5 separate regions of the Mus musculus genome follow, and regions 2, 3, 4 and 5 are each linked to region 1. A link is a contact called in public HiChIP or PLAC-seq data. All regions are on one chromosome and are shown on one strand. The core of a region is the stretch at or near the end of the contact, and the rest is flanking DNA. Distances in the headings are between cores, read along the strand shown.

Region 1 (2,610 bases), core at 35-2,534:
GGCTCAGCCATGTGCTCTGCTTCAATTCTGTGCTTTCCGTGTTTTGAGCAATTCTATCAGGATTGGTAGCTGGTTGGGGCTGGGAGTATAGGTAGAGGAAGAAGGGTTAGTGGAAGGAAATAGGAGAGTAACCTCTTCCGAGGCCCCCTCCAGCCTGACACGTTGCTGCCCTCAATGTACCTGGTGGCTCTGCCAAAGGGAACAAAGGAGGAAGGGCTGAGAAAAGGGTTAAGAGCAACTCTGTGACTTTAGATCCATGACAGCAAACCAGCAAACTTGAGACAGTAGCCTTATCAACTTCAGATTTCCCACTCCTCTCTCTCCTCTCCTCTCCTCTCCTCTCCTCTCCTCTCCTCTCCTCTCCTCTCCTCTCCTCTCCTCTCCTCTCCTCTCCTCTCCTCTCCTCTCCTCTCCTCTCCTCTCCTCTCCTTTCTGAAGAACTTGTGATTGTAAACCATAGATATGACTTTCTAAACACCTTAGTTTCCTGCAAAGTCAAGGGAATTCTGGGTGGGAGAATCCACAGTCCTAGCTTCCCCTGTCTCCTTGGGGGCCCAGGATTAGGGGATTTTGATCCTCCTTCTTTGGCTCCTCCTCCTTCTCTGTATCTCTTTCCCTTTGGGTTTTGTTCTTGATCTGCAACTAATCCCCTTAAAGTGATAGCTGATAAAAGGATTAGTTGAGAGCTCCCTAGGGGTATTTATATTGTAGGAAGGATTTTAAGGACGGTTGGTGGAATTTTAAGCCTTTTGACTGGCAGGATGGAGTGGAGCTACTTCAAATGATATCACAGAGGAGAAAGGGGAAATTAGCATTCACTGTGTGCCTAGCAGTGTCCCAGGCACAGTGCCAAAAGCTTCATATAATGCTATTTTACTTGCTTGGGGAGCTGATAAGGAAGTTAAGGCCCAGGGAGGTCAATAATTGCTGCAACCGCACATCTAGGAAGTGGGGGAGTGGGGCTTTTGGACTCTTGTGTGTGATTCTGGAGCTTTCTCCCTGGCCTATCCAGAGCTGCAGTAGCAGGTGAGAAGTTTTGTTTAGGCTGCAGCACAGCCCTTACGCCCTCCTCCCACCCCCATCCCTTGCCCAACCTCTCTGTTAGGTGACCTGAGGACCCTGCATTCACCCTTCCCCACTTGCAGCTGAATGGTGCCCATCTGGAAGGCTGCCTGGGTCACCCAGAGTTTAAACACACATTTTGAGAGTCCAAAATGATAAAGTGCTCTGAAAAGCCACATCTCTTATGACTGGCTAAGGAGCCTCTTCCTTGGCTGCCAGTGTGGACAGGAGTGACTCAGCAGTTCCACTTTCAGTCCTGTCTGCCTCAGACAACACTGTTTGCTCAGTCCCGAGATGATGGCGGCCTACTTAGCCAGGGCGGAGGAGGAAGTTTTATTTCTGGAGCAGTTACAGATAAGGGGTCTTCTATCCTCTCCAAACAAGAGCCTGCACATAGATTCTCACATGTATGCCTATCTATGGGGTGACTCTAAGATGTTTCACTATTTTCTCCATTACCCCATCCTTGCCCCCAGCTCTCTGGTTTTTAGTGTTTAGGTGCCAGTTGCAAACTCATAAATATACCTCACCCCTGTCATACCAAGTGCATGAGGTTATGAAAACAGAGAACTAATGGGACATTTCTAGATAACTCAAAGTGAGTCATTATTCAAGGCCATTCTGCTAATCTCATGCACAGTGTAGGTAGGAGCCTATTAGATATGCTAGTCCTTAGTAAACCAGCTATTACTCTGTGATATGACCATCTCCTGATGGGGGACAGGAGACATGTTAATGCTGGATGTCCAGCTCAAGAGAAATTAGATGCCCTTGTTTATTTTTAATACCTGAAGAAGACATGGAAAAACAACTTTCTCAATTGGGAAGGAAGTTAAATATTTAGCTGGCATAGAAGAAGTAGGAAGCTGGCATAATGCTGAGACTGTAGCTCAATAGGGAAGCTTGTGCTCACATGCATGAGGCCATAAGTTCAATCCCCAGGACTACTAAATACACAAAAGTGTTGGCCTATTGCTATTTATAGTTATTTTTAATGTCTAGTTTCAAAGTAGTTTGGATATTGTGTCCTTTTCACTTAACAACTATGGGAGACATTCACTGACTAAAAGGGGTATAAAGGCTCTGGGCTGAGTAGAGTCAAAGTATGACTATGTGGAGCTCCCCTGAGACACATAAAGCCTGTTTTTCCAGAGATATGTGCTATACTGTGCACTGTAACTCACAGAAATCACTCTGTAGTAAAATGGAAGCATGGCACGTATACTCAAGAACTGAAGGGGAACTGAGGTCCAGGGTGGAGGAATACGCCCAACCTTGTAGTCAGTTGGTCCTTCTGCCCCAAGTTATCTGCAGTGGCTCACTGGGTCTGAGCTGTTGAATGAGGTGCTTTGCAATGGCCATGAGCAAGTATCTATCTGTCTGCCTACACAGAGTAAGTGTCCCTGTGCTCAGTTGTTCCTCTAGAGCACGAGAAACGAAGACACAGGATGGTATTGATGGTATTTAACTGTTTTAAATCCTCTCACCAGTGCGTGTATGTCTGTGCTCACCCAATCCCACCTGACCCTGTGTACATGAGGTCAGAGG
Region 2 (2,610 bases), core at 39-2,538, 210 kb after region 1:
CAAAGTGTGCCAAGTGGGCCGATGGTGATGTCAGAGTGTGCCTCCACAAGCTGGGCTGCAAAGTGGGCTAAATGTGCCTTCAGTCGGCCTCCCGTTTCCCTCTCAGTGCCCTCTGCCCTCAGGAGAAGGCCCCAAGCCCTATTCCCACCTCAGTGCCATCTCTTCCCTGCTCCCCACTGCCCCCGTGTCTGAGGCTGGCCATGTCTCTCCTCCCTGCCCCGCACTGCCCCTGTGGCTGAGGCTGGCCATGTCTCTCCTGCTCCCTAGGGCCACTTTTTAGCTCAAATACCCTTGAAGTAGAAGTGTTCTCTTCCCAGTGCTCAGCCATTCAATGATGACATGACTCTAACTGTATAGAAGTTTATACAGTACCAGGCCTGGCCTTTGCATTATCCTTAGTACCCCACAGCAGGGAAGCCCATCTTACCTGTCAGCCACCTTCAACAACAAAACATCCCTTTCTTCCAAGACTCTAACTGGTTCCAGAAGACCTGCTCTGAGTTCTGACACTGAGATACACACTTAAGCATTAAGCCAGTTGGTGGCCACCTACGCCACTCATGCATCAGGGTCCCTCTAAACTAGCTTCCTAATCCTCCCCACTCATCTCTCCAATCTTTGTTCCCTATGGCCACTGTTCCCCTCTTAAAACTTCTCCCTAGACATGCCACTTAATTCTCCTGAAATTTCCCGAGTGTTTACTGTGTCCCACGTAAATGGGCCTTTATGTGACCTGTCCTTTACACCTCACAATGCTGTATGTAGTAGAAGATGTTATACCAAGATTCCCAGTTGCTCCAGCACAGTGGAACTAACCTTTCTAGCCTTCAGTTCCCCACATGTCCTAAAAGAATGCATGCCTTCTGGTCCCAACCTTATTGATAGTCTCTTTCCGAGGTCATGTGAAGCATCTAGACTGGTGCTTGCCAGTGCTCTCCCTCAGGCCTCACAGGAGGCACCCACCATGCAGGCTGACCCTGGCTCTCCTCAGTCACAGAAATACACACGTGAGACATTCAAGGATAAAATGAGCCCCAAAGTGCCCTTCCCAAGGCTTTGGGGAGAGAGGCCAGAGCCTGGGAATGTGCCTTGGCTACCCTTGATGGCGCCTGAAGAGTTTCTCCTGTCCCTGGTTCCACTGAGGCTGGGGATGGAAGACTTCTCAGGGGCTGAGGAAGCCAGGAGGAGAGTCCCCTAGGACTGTCCCTTGCCAGGCTGAGACACTCTGGCTCCTCCCACAAGCCTGCTGTCTGCTAGGGGCTGAGGGCTTATTCCCTGTGGGGTTTGGCTACCACGGGATCTGTCTCCAGTCACCAAGAGCCTCCTGGGATGCTGAATTCCACAGAAGTCTGGCCACTCTGGCGTCACTGCCAAAATTTGGCATATAGCCAGCCCAAGGCAGGACCTCGTGGTCAGCCTGAGCAGCAGAGTTTCTCTCAGGAAGCTGGTTGACTCAAACAGGTAAGAATGTTTAGTCCAGCTCCCGTGGCCAGCTGCACACACACAGGGAGGAGGAAAAGAGCCTTTTAACTGCCTACAAAACAAAGCCCCGTGAAACCGAGCTTATGGAAAGACTGCAAGTGGCTGTCAGTCTGATACCACTGCCTAAACTAATGTGGCTGAAGGTGCATTTGTGTCTTAATGGGGGAGGGGAGCCCTCCCTTCTTGCTTGGTCAAGCCTCCTTAGAAAGCAGTCACCACGCTGGGCACCTCTTTGGAGGGGTCCATTGGTAGGGTCTGTGAAGAGATAGGGGTTGAGAGACTGGAAACACTTTCTTTATGAGATTTGACAAGTTACATCTCTGCATCTTGGCTTCCCCAAATGGTCAGACTACAAGGATTAAACGATGATGTGACCCTGGCAGCACCAGAGTTAGTGTCAATCATGTCAGTGGTAGCCTAGGTAACACTGACTGTCCCACTGTGAGAACTCTTCAACTAGCACCTAGAAAAACTCTGGCCAGAGATACTATATAGGGGATGCAAGTTGTCACAGGCAGATGAGTTCTGCTGGCTCCTTCGTCTCTAGGCTTCCACTAATTCTTTGTGCATTTGAGTTCTTTGGATGACAGAGGTAAGAGATAGCAGTGCAGTCTTGAGGCAAGAAAAGCCCCAGGGCTGCTGGGCCTGAACAGAGATATCCCGAAGGCATAGGGTTTGAGGGACTCCTCGGTGAGGAGAGCAAGCTGCCGCCCATAGAGGTTTGGTAGGCTAATTAATATCCTGCTCTGCTGGGTCTGTGGGGCTTTAGCAATCAAAGGGGCTGGGGGGCAGAAGAGATGAATGTCCCATGAAGCAGCTGGTGAAGTGACAGGTCAAGCATCTGGCTATCAATGGAGGAGAGCAAGTTTCCTCATACGGCACCACGAGTGCCCAGGTTTCCCTTTCTTTCCTTCCCCCTCACAGGCATACCAAAAAGCCCCGGTGCATGGTATTACACAGACCCTTCTGAGCTGGGGGTCAGATGGTCCAGCTCTTCTTAGCAGCCAGGTGACTCTGGATAGGTCATCTTCATTGTCTTTCCTGATATGTCAACACATAAAGAATTACAACCTCCATATCTCACATAAGAGTTTTGAGGCTTAAAAACATCAAATGAGCTTTATAAAC
Region 3 (2,610 bases), core at 28-2,527, 190 kb after region 1:
AGATGCACCACTGGGTACGCATGCAAGGCACCTGCTCTTCTCCACTGAAGGGGTCAAGCCCTGTGCATCCTCAGAGGAGTCTGTATCAAGAAGCACCTTCTTCTTCCTGTTGATAATGGCCCTGTGCTTAGCTGCAGCTGTCTGCCTGGTATCTGAAGACCAGCTAGGGAGTCTCTCTGCCATATACAGTGGGTGGCAGGGCTGGCTCTAGTGGGGACTAAACTGGTAATAAATGGTGTTTAAAGACTCAGATCTCCATGGCAGGGAACAAGAACCACCTTAGGGTGTGATATGGGGACTATGGAGAGACAAAACACCACTTAAAGATGTATGTGACCCACATCCCTGAATAGTCAGAATAAATTCATTACAGTCTGTTGGGAACATTGAAGTTCCGTGTCAAAACCTTTTTAGGAAATAGCATTCGAGACCCAAAGAAAGAAACTTTAACAGCTACTGGATCTTAAAGATGCTATTTATGGGTTATGGATTTTCTAGCACATGCCCTGTCTTACAGGACTTCTTTTCCACAAGTCCTGAGAACCCAGGACTTTGAATGGGGTTCCAGGTTCTGGAAGGATGGCTTGAGCAGACGTCAGTGCTTTAAAGAGGTGATTTGGGTGTTTGTAGTTGTCCCAGTTCTAAATAAATGAACATTAGCTTAGCACTCAGAGAGCTGAATCCGGCCCTACAGAGAAGGCTGGGGGGGTCACGAGTATCCTTTTACATTAGCATTGAGCTAGGTATCCCCTAAGGATTCAAACACATAAATTACAGGAGGTTTGTTTGTTTGTTGTCTTGGCTTCTTTTTGGTTGGAATCTAGCCTTTAACAGCTGGGCTGTCTCTCCCGTTTGACTCTGACATCTTTCAGGCAGACAGAATGGTCTCTGAAAGGTCTCTGCAGTCTCGTGGTCAGTGTAGCAGCGATAAGGCTTAGATCCCTGGTCCCTGGGTCATCAGAGAGCTCAGTAGTAAACTGTGAGATGGGGGTGGGGCTATAAAGGTGGGGACTATGTGGCCAAGCTTAAGGGAAAGAGAGCCCATCTTGCCCCCAAGATGTGAGCAGACAAGAGAACACAAGTTGTAGTGGGGTCAGGACAGTTCGGAGAGCTTTAATCTGGAGCAGGGGACTTTCGGGGCAGCAAGCTCAGGGTGGATTTGGTTTCTGTTTGCTGAAGGCCTTGATGATAAGCTCCAGATCGGAGCTTGTGCTCTAGGCAGTGGGGAATTATTCTGGGCATGTGAGTCAGGGATGCACGATGACGAAAGTGGAGCTCCAGGCTTTATCTGGCCTAGCATTTGACAAAGGATGGGGGAAGCTGATTCTGAGAGTAGAGAACACATGGTGAGGCCATAATTTAGGGTTTTGAACAAAGGCAGCGTTCACTTTTGAAAACTGTCACATCAAAGTCCAAAATGGTGGCCTAATTAGTGAGCAGTTGGAGATGCAGGTTGTCTGGTTTGGCAAGAATAGATTCATCCCTGGAGCCTGCCTACCCCCTCAAGGTCAGGAGATTGTGAAGAAGAAGAGATGGCTGGGAAATCCTGCCCCTCTGGATGGAAAGGTTCTCTAGGTTTGCTTCATGTTCAGTTTTAACACATGAATATCTATAACAGTATTTTTAGACAAAAAAAACAAAACAAAACAAAAAACTCCAGACAGCCTGGGGAGGGGTATAGCTCAGCGATAGAGCATGCACCGAACATGTCCAGGCTCTGGGTTGGATCACCAGCACAAAACAAATAAAAAAAAACTGAACACGAAAGCCTGCACTGTCTGTGACACTGGACAGTTCTCTGAGAAGGTTCATTTTGTGGTAGGGTGTTTGAAAGAACATCAAATATTAAAAACAATCCCCTCTTTCAATAATTTTCTGTTATTTCAAAAGGCCACTGATCTGAGAGAAGCCAAGTTCCAAGATTAAAAAGAAGACAACAAACTAACACATAGACATGGAATTCCCATACACGCCATCGCCCTAGAAGTCTGGCTTACGCCTCTAAGACTACCCACCCATCTACTCAAATTAGCCTGTCCCATTCCCAAGCCATCTGCGCACAGCATCACGTTGCAATTACCAGCTCAAAAACTAGCTTTTTGAGAAATCTCAGCCACTTAAGGCAAAACTCCAGGGGAGGCCTATTCTTAATACATTTTTTTGTTGATATTTATCTCTCAGCTGTGGTATGAAATACTGATTTCTTACAACATAGGCATGTATTTACCAGTCAGATGGCGGCAGCTGTGAACTGGTGGGGGCTGTTACACCTGCCCACCCTTTCTAAGGCCCAGTGGGTCTGCTTTTGCTGTCTGTTTGTTTGTTTGTGGGTGTTTTTTTGTTGTGTGTGTGCTCACGTGGGCATTTGCACATGCACATGCATGCCCGTGGTACTGGAAGATCTCAGTGAGTCGTTACAAGTGTGGCGTTAAGTGTGTTGCCTTCTAAGTCCCTCTCCATGTCAGGGAGAGAGAGGAAGGAAAGTCACTTGGCACTGATGGCAGTATATCAACAACTTACAAGGACAGTGAAGAAACCAAGGCAAGGAAGGCCCTGCCACTCAGTCTTCTCGTTGGTCACTCTGAAGACGATCTTAACTGGCGTATTTAG
Region 4 (2,610 bases), core at 64-2,563, 170 kb after region 1:
GCCCCAGTACAGGGGAATGCCAGGGCCAGGAAGCGGGAGTGGGTGGGTTGGGGAGCAGGGCAGGGGGAGGGTATAGGGGGCTTTGGGGATAGCATCTGAAATGTAAATGAAGAAAATATGTAATAAAAGAAAAAAATTCCAAGTTAGTTCAATTTAATATTCTTTTCCTAATAGGAAGATGTGATCTGTCTCAATATATCTGTAAGGAAAGGACCAAAGAGAACATTGTGAGGGAGGGAAAACATCATAACCACAGAGAATAGAAGTCTACAACCAGTATTTAGTGCTGGGGAAAACGTCTAAGTGCCTCGTTATGTTTAAGGGTCCTATTGCACTGTGACTCCCTGTGACTGATAATTTATAGTGTGTCTTTAAGAAAATAGTACACTACATGTTTTATTTATAAGGGAAAAAAACCAAATGTCAGGAAGATTTCCTTCCTGGATAGTTTATGTTATGGTGCCAGGGATGGAACTCGGGGCTTCCAGCAGGCTAAACACACATTCTACCACTGAGTCACACCCCGCCCAGGATCTGATTTTATAAGCTTGGCTACTTTTCCATGGCCATCCAGGAAACCAGCAGGCTACCCAGGTTGCACTCCTCCTCTGAGGGTTCTGTGGGGCCAAGTTATAGTCTGTGTAAACACGGAAGGCAGAGGTTAATGGGCACCGCTTCAGCAAAGGCTTTAGTACGAAGCTCTTTGCAGGGTGACCTGGTAGCAACGTGCCTCTATATCACATTTCTTCCCTTCCTTATCAGGCCCCCTAGGGTGCACGACAGATAAGCATAGGACCAGGTACATAATCTCCCAGGTGAATTAGATGACAAGAACAAGTTGAGTTTTATTTAAACATTTGTCTATCTATCTATCTATCTATCTATCTATCTATCTATCTATCTATCCATCCATCCATCTATCGTGAGTGTGTAATGCATGTCTGTGCATGCCACATATGCAAAGTAGAGGTCAAAGGAAAACTCTGGGGAGTCAGTAGTCTCCTTCCACCATGTGGGTTCTGGGAAAGAACTCAGGCTGCCAAAGCTTCGCAGCACGTGAGCACTTAGTTTGGTAACAGGGAGTTTGAGGTAGCTCTTTGCCTCTCGGCCGTACCATCTGTCCCTTGCTCATCTCACTGCCAGGAGAGAGACTTCTGCCTTGGCCATCATCTCTGGTCAAAGCAAATATCCAGTAGGAAGCAGGTAAAGGGAGCCTTCCCCGGGGTGCAGACAGATCTCTGGGCGACCCGAGTGCACATCTGTGCCTTTCCAGTGACTCACCTGCATGTGAGGATAAATTATTCCTCAAAATGTGTGGAGCTGGAGCACCAATGGGATTGAGCTTTTTGTGAAATGCTGACTCACTGGGATGCATGGAGCCAGAAGCTTATGCAATTGCTCTTTTATCTCCGGAAGATCTTTAGTAATTGCGGGCACTCCCCTTATTTCAATAGCTTCAGAGAGGGACTGTTGACACCTTAGATTAAGCCAGTGGATACTTGCCACCCTTTTCCATTCATAAAGTCAAAGAACTAGGAGGTACTGAAATTAAGGACTGGACTTAATTTTTTTAAGCTTAAAATATTCATAGTCTTCTTTTTAAAAAGATCAATTTTGTGGGTTTTTTTTTTTTTTTTTTTTTTTTTTTTGCTTTTGTACCTGTGCACGCATGCGCACACGTACACGCATGCGCACACGGGCTAGTGCTAAAAATCCCATCTTTCTGGAGCTGGATGGCAGCTGTGAGCGTCTGTCCTCAGAGTGCTGAGGCACACACTGCGGACAGATGAACAGCGAAAACGCTCATCTCCCCCACCTCATTTCTCACAGGGCACTTGGCAGACACAGAAGCAGATTCAAAGAGTCAACTTCATGGTTGATCTTTTTCCCCCTCGGATAAAGCATAAAATCTGTGAGAGACCTCAGAGAGGAAGCCGTCTACCAGAAAACATAATGAAAACATGGGGACAGCCAAAATAGTAACCACGTCCTCCCCACGATGAACAAAACCCAAAGGCTGAACGTTAAGTCAAGAGAGGCAGTTGGCCCCTGGTCCCCGAAGCAGAATCTTAGATTTTTGTAAAGAAATTGTATGATTTCTCCCCTCTGTGAAATGATAAAGAGAAATGTGCTGGGGTTGAACAAGCCCAGTGGGTGGACTGAGCTCTTTAGTGAATCAGGCAGAAGTGGGACTTACTCCACAGTTGTAACCCTTTAAATGCTGGGAGGAATACGGCAAAGCTATTGAAGGCAGCATGTTGGTGGTGGTAATGATTACTTAGAAGTGAAGGGATAATTTTGGAAGTATGCCTGGCTTCAGGGAAGAATGGCTCTTCATTTAACTACCCACGTGATGGACGTGTTTCAGGTGAGCTGTTGAAGTTTCTCTGAGCTCTGGGAGATTCAGAGGCAATTTCTTTGACCATATCTCATTCCCTCATGCACACACACACACACACACACACACACACACACACCTATTTTTACCTAAAGTGGGAACCCAGCCATGCACAATCATTGTCCATGAGACCTGACAATGCAGTATAGTTCTGTTTTCAGGGATGGTGGCATTACTGGTACCAGATCTGACCTCCTGCTGGATGAAAATCT
Region 5 (2,610 bases), core at 34-2,533, 140 kb after region 1:
TGAATTTTGGAGAAATTCAGCTTTTAGTTCTAGAGTTTGTAAACCAGCAAAAGTCTAAGCTGGGTCAGCCCATCCCATTGGTTACATGGCAGACACTGACCAGCGTTAGAGAAGCTCAAACTCAGCACCAGTTTTAGTGAAAATCACCTAGTCCTCCAAGCTCTTCCTCTCATTTGGGGAACGCAAAGTATATTTTGGACCACAGCGTGGAACATTCCAGACAATGCGAAATCTAGAAAGGAACTGCACCTGTATCCCCATGCACCGCCAACAAAATGCAGCCGCTGAATAAATACTCACCCTAAATTAGGGAAAGGCAGGGAAGTCAGTTCCCCACTGTGCATAAAAGTGAAAGTTTTGTTCTTGGCACAAATCTGCTAGAATCTGCGGGTCAGTCGTCGCGGAGGAGGTCTTCCCCACAGGTTTTTATTTCACTGCTAACTTTTAAGCAGGGAGAAAGTTTTGCAGAACACAACCGGAGGCTGGGTCTGACAAGGTGGGGAGAATCTTTTTCTTAGGAAAGTGTGAGATGATCTCTGAGGAGAGCTGCAAAATTTGAAATTGCAAGCAGACGGCCAAAGAGATACTTAGTGTTTAAAAAAAAAAAAAATTAAGTGCGGGTGTCAAATTATGACTAAAGCAATTTTTAAGCAAAAGTTGCTAATGTGGGACAAACTGTGACTATGACCTTTACAAATGATTCGGAAGTTGTAAAAGAATTCTGACAGGGGAGAAAGGCAAGCGATAAAAAGGGAAGCTGACAGAGAATCTGGGGATGTGACAGACATGTGACTTGGTCATTATGTTTATTTTCTTCAAACCTCAGACGAAAGAGGAGAAGTGAAGGGAAGACAAGTTGGAGTTTGGCTCCCTGAAGAGATCTTTTGCTTGTGTATCTCCCAACCCCTGAGATAATTTGTTAGGTATATGTCATGGTAGAAAAATTGCTCAAACGTTCTTCAGCTTGGGGAAAAAAAAAAAAAAAAAAAAGAGGGAATAAAGTATATAAAACTCTTTCCAGGTTTATAGATAGAAGAGAAACCAAGACTTAGTCCTGACCTTGCATTTTAAACTTCTTTTTAAAAATTATCATTGCTGCATTGTTGTGAGTTATCCATGTGGGGGGGTTTACTGATATAATGAACACGCATCTAACAACATGCGATGATCAAGAAAAGGTGGCTGGGCCTTACAACTTCTTTTTTATTAGCACAGAGGGAGGAGGAGGGTGGCTCTGAGGTCATCCCATGCTACATGGTGAGAGCCTATCCCCAAAGAGCAAACAAGTAAAAAGGACTTCTCGTTTCTCAGGGATCTTAAAGAACACATTGAAAGCTGGAGCAATGGCTCAGCCGTTAAGAGCATGTACTGCCCTTGCAAAGGACCAGAGTTCCAGTCCCAGCACCTACATCCAGCAGTCCACAACTGCCTGTAACTCCAGTTTCAGGAGACATAGTACCTCTGTCCTCCATGGACACCTTCATTCAGATGTACACACACACACACACACACACACACACACAATTAAAAACAATAAAACAGAACTAAAAAGATCTATTTACTGTTCTTTTATGTGTGTGTGCTCACTGCATGGATGCAGTGCCTATGAGACTATGGGTACTGGGAACTAAACTCCATCTTCTGCAAGAGCAGCAAGTAGGGTTTTGCCCCCTTCTGCAGGGGTCTTAACAAATGTTTCCAGGCCTTGTTGGAACCAGTTCCTGCATGGTAAAATGTTTTGTTTTTCTTTTGTCTTCATTTAGTTTTATTCTCAGTCTTTCCATTCCCGTGTGCATCACTGCCTGAGCCTGTCCTGAATATTCTCTTTTCCATTTATATGTCTGAGGGTATAACCTACTACCTTTCCATATGTGTTATAATACATAACAATCCAATTACATGCATGAGTCCAGCGTCTTGCTAGATAACAAACAACTCAGAAAAGTTTTCATTTCCAGAGCTCTCCGTGATCTTCCCCTCAGAAAAGTGTATAAAGGTTCAAACACAACAGTGGCCTCAAAAATAAGTTTTCCCTTCTAATTTGGAAACCACGAATGTTAGACATTATTTCTTTCCTAGTAACTTTCCACAGGTCAATCATCTCATTTTGGAAATGCCCCTCAGTCTCAGGCCAGGCCTTTCCTAGTGGATAACTTTTCCCATGTGACCCTTTAAATAAATGCTAAGACTTTTCCCATAATTAATTAATCTCAGAAAGCAAAATGAAACATGTCACCAGGATCTTATTTAAAGCCAAGGACTTTATTGGCTCCTTTCCAGACCTCTTTCTAAATTCAATGACCCTACACAGGCTTCTCACCGTTGGTGCTTCGTCATTTGCAACACTTCTCAGATAACCGGGCATGTGGATGATGGAATTTGAATACATGCGCACCTCAGTTAAGACATTTAGAAGTTATTTTTATTACTACATAAGGACTTTGTCCTCTGAAATGTTTATAGTCATTGGTTTAAAAAATAGATACACGAGGGACTGGAGGGATGGCTCAGTGGTTAAGAGCACTTGTTGCTCTTACAGAGGATGACGGTTCAATTCCCAGCACCCACATGGCAGCTCACAAATATCTGTAACTCTAGTCCCAGAGGATC

What was found. HiChIP or PLAC-seq counts read pairs in DNA pulled down with a chosen protein or histone mark.
Region 2: a contact with region 1 is called in an HNF4G HiChIP or PLAC-seq map of pancreatic cancer cells. The contact joins two enhancer-like sites. A contact is called at or near these places in 2 of 15 datasets of contacts at CTCF or cohesin (both in the NIH/3T3 cell line), 4 of 484 Hi-C or Micro-C datasets (the HL-1 cell line, Th1 cells, muscle stem cells and 1 more), 8 of 115 datasets of contacts at active chromatin or transcription factors (CD8 T cells, the HL-1 cell line, acute myeloid leukemia and 5 more) and 2 of 9 other capture datasets (bone marrow-derived macrophages and embryonic stem cells).
Region 3: an H3K27ac HiChIP or PLAC-seq map of extraembryonic endoderm stem cells shows a contact between it and region 1. The contact joins two enhancer-like sites. A contact is called at or near these places in 1 of 15 datasets of contacts at CTCF or cohesin (the NIH/3T3 cell line), 2 of 484 Hi-C or Micro-C datasets (the HL-1 cell line and Th1 cells), 6 of 115 datasets of contacts at active chromatin or transcription factors (CD8 T cells, the HL-1 cell line, the NIH/3T3 cell line and 3 more) and 1 of 9 other capture datasets (bone marrow-derived macrophages).
Region 4: a contact with region 1 is called in a FOXA1 HiChIP or PLAC-seq map of pancreatic cancer cells. The contact joins two enhancer-like sites. A contact is called at or near these places in 1 of 15 datasets of contacts at CTCF or cohesin (the NIH/3T3 cell line), 2 of 484 Hi-C or Micro-C datasets (bone marrow-derived macrophages and uterus), 2 of 115 datasets of contacts at active chromatin or transcription factors (the NIH/3T3 cell line and pancreatic cancer cells) and 1 of 9 other capture datasets (embryonic stem cells).
Region 5: a contact with region 1 is called in an H3K4me3 HiChIP or PLAC-seq map of bone marrow-derived macrophages, with 5 times the contacts expected there. The contact joins two enhancer-like sites. A contact is called at or near these places in 1 of 484 Hi-C or Micro-C datasets (nephron progenitors), 2 of 115 datasets of contacts at active chromatin or transcription factors (bone marrow-derived macrophages and pancreatic cancer cells) and 1 of 9 other capture datasets (adipose tissue).

The regions. Positions count from the first base shown.
Region 1 is chr6:115,479,170-115,481,779 of GRCm38.p6, reverse strand. All of the region lies in intron 7 of Pparg (peroxisome proliferator activated receptor gamma), which reads right to left. Among named protein-coding and RNA genes, the nearest start is that of Gm36301, 39 kb to the left of the region's middle. Within about 2 kb of position 1,284, at least 182 of the 459 cell types and tissues checked have an H3K27ac peak or open chromatin away from gene starts, as enhancers often do. A contact at or near this core is called in the HL-1 cell line, the NIH/3T3 cell line, adipose tissue and 6 more, where this site is marked.
Region 2 is chr6:115,270,794-115,273,403 of GRCm38.p6, reverse strand. The region is part of intron 10 of Syn2 (synapsin II); the gene reads right to left. Among named protein-coding and RNA genes, the nearest start is that of Timp4, 20 kb to the right of the region's middle. Within about 2 kb of position 1,288, at least 87 of the 459 cell types and tissues checked have an H3K27ac peak or open chromatin away from gene starts, as enhancers often do. A contact at or near this core is called in the HL-1 cell line, the NIH/3T3 cell line, bone marrow-derived macrophages and 4 more, where this site is marked.
Region 3 is chr6:115,291,463-115,294,072 of GRCm38.p6, reverse strand. No RefSeq gene overlaps it. Among named protein-coding and RNA genes, the nearest start is that of Gm38877, 24 kb to the left of the region's middle. Within about 2 kb of position 1,277, at least 16 of the 459 cell types and tissues checked have an H3K27ac peak or open chromatin away from gene starts, as enhancers often do. A contact at or near this core is called in bone marrow-derived macrophages and extraembryonic endoderm stem cells, where this site is marked.
Region 4 is chr6:115,312,119-115,314,728 of GRCm38.p6, reverse strand. Gm38877 (a long non-coding RNA gene) reads left to right here. Exons shown (of 3, transcript XR_869368.1): 2 at 2,560-2,610. Among named protein-coding and RNA genes, the nearest start is that of Gm38877, 3.7 kb to the left of the region's middle. Within about 2 kb of position 1,313, at least 41 of the 459 cell types and tissues checked have an H3K27ac peak or open chromatin away from gene starts, as enhancers often do. A contact at or near this core is called in the NIH/3T3 cell line and pancreatic cancer cells, where this site is marked.
Region 5 is chr6:115,341,949-115,344,558 of GRCm38.p6, reverse strand. No RefSeq gene overlaps it. Among named protein-coding and RNA genes, the nearest start is that of Gm38878, 18 kb to the right of the region's middle. Within about 2 kb of position 1,283, at least 15 of the 459 cell types and tissues checked have an H3K27ac peak or open chromatin away from gene starts, as enhancers often do. A contact at or near this core is called in adipose tissue and bone marrow-derived macrophages, where this site is marked.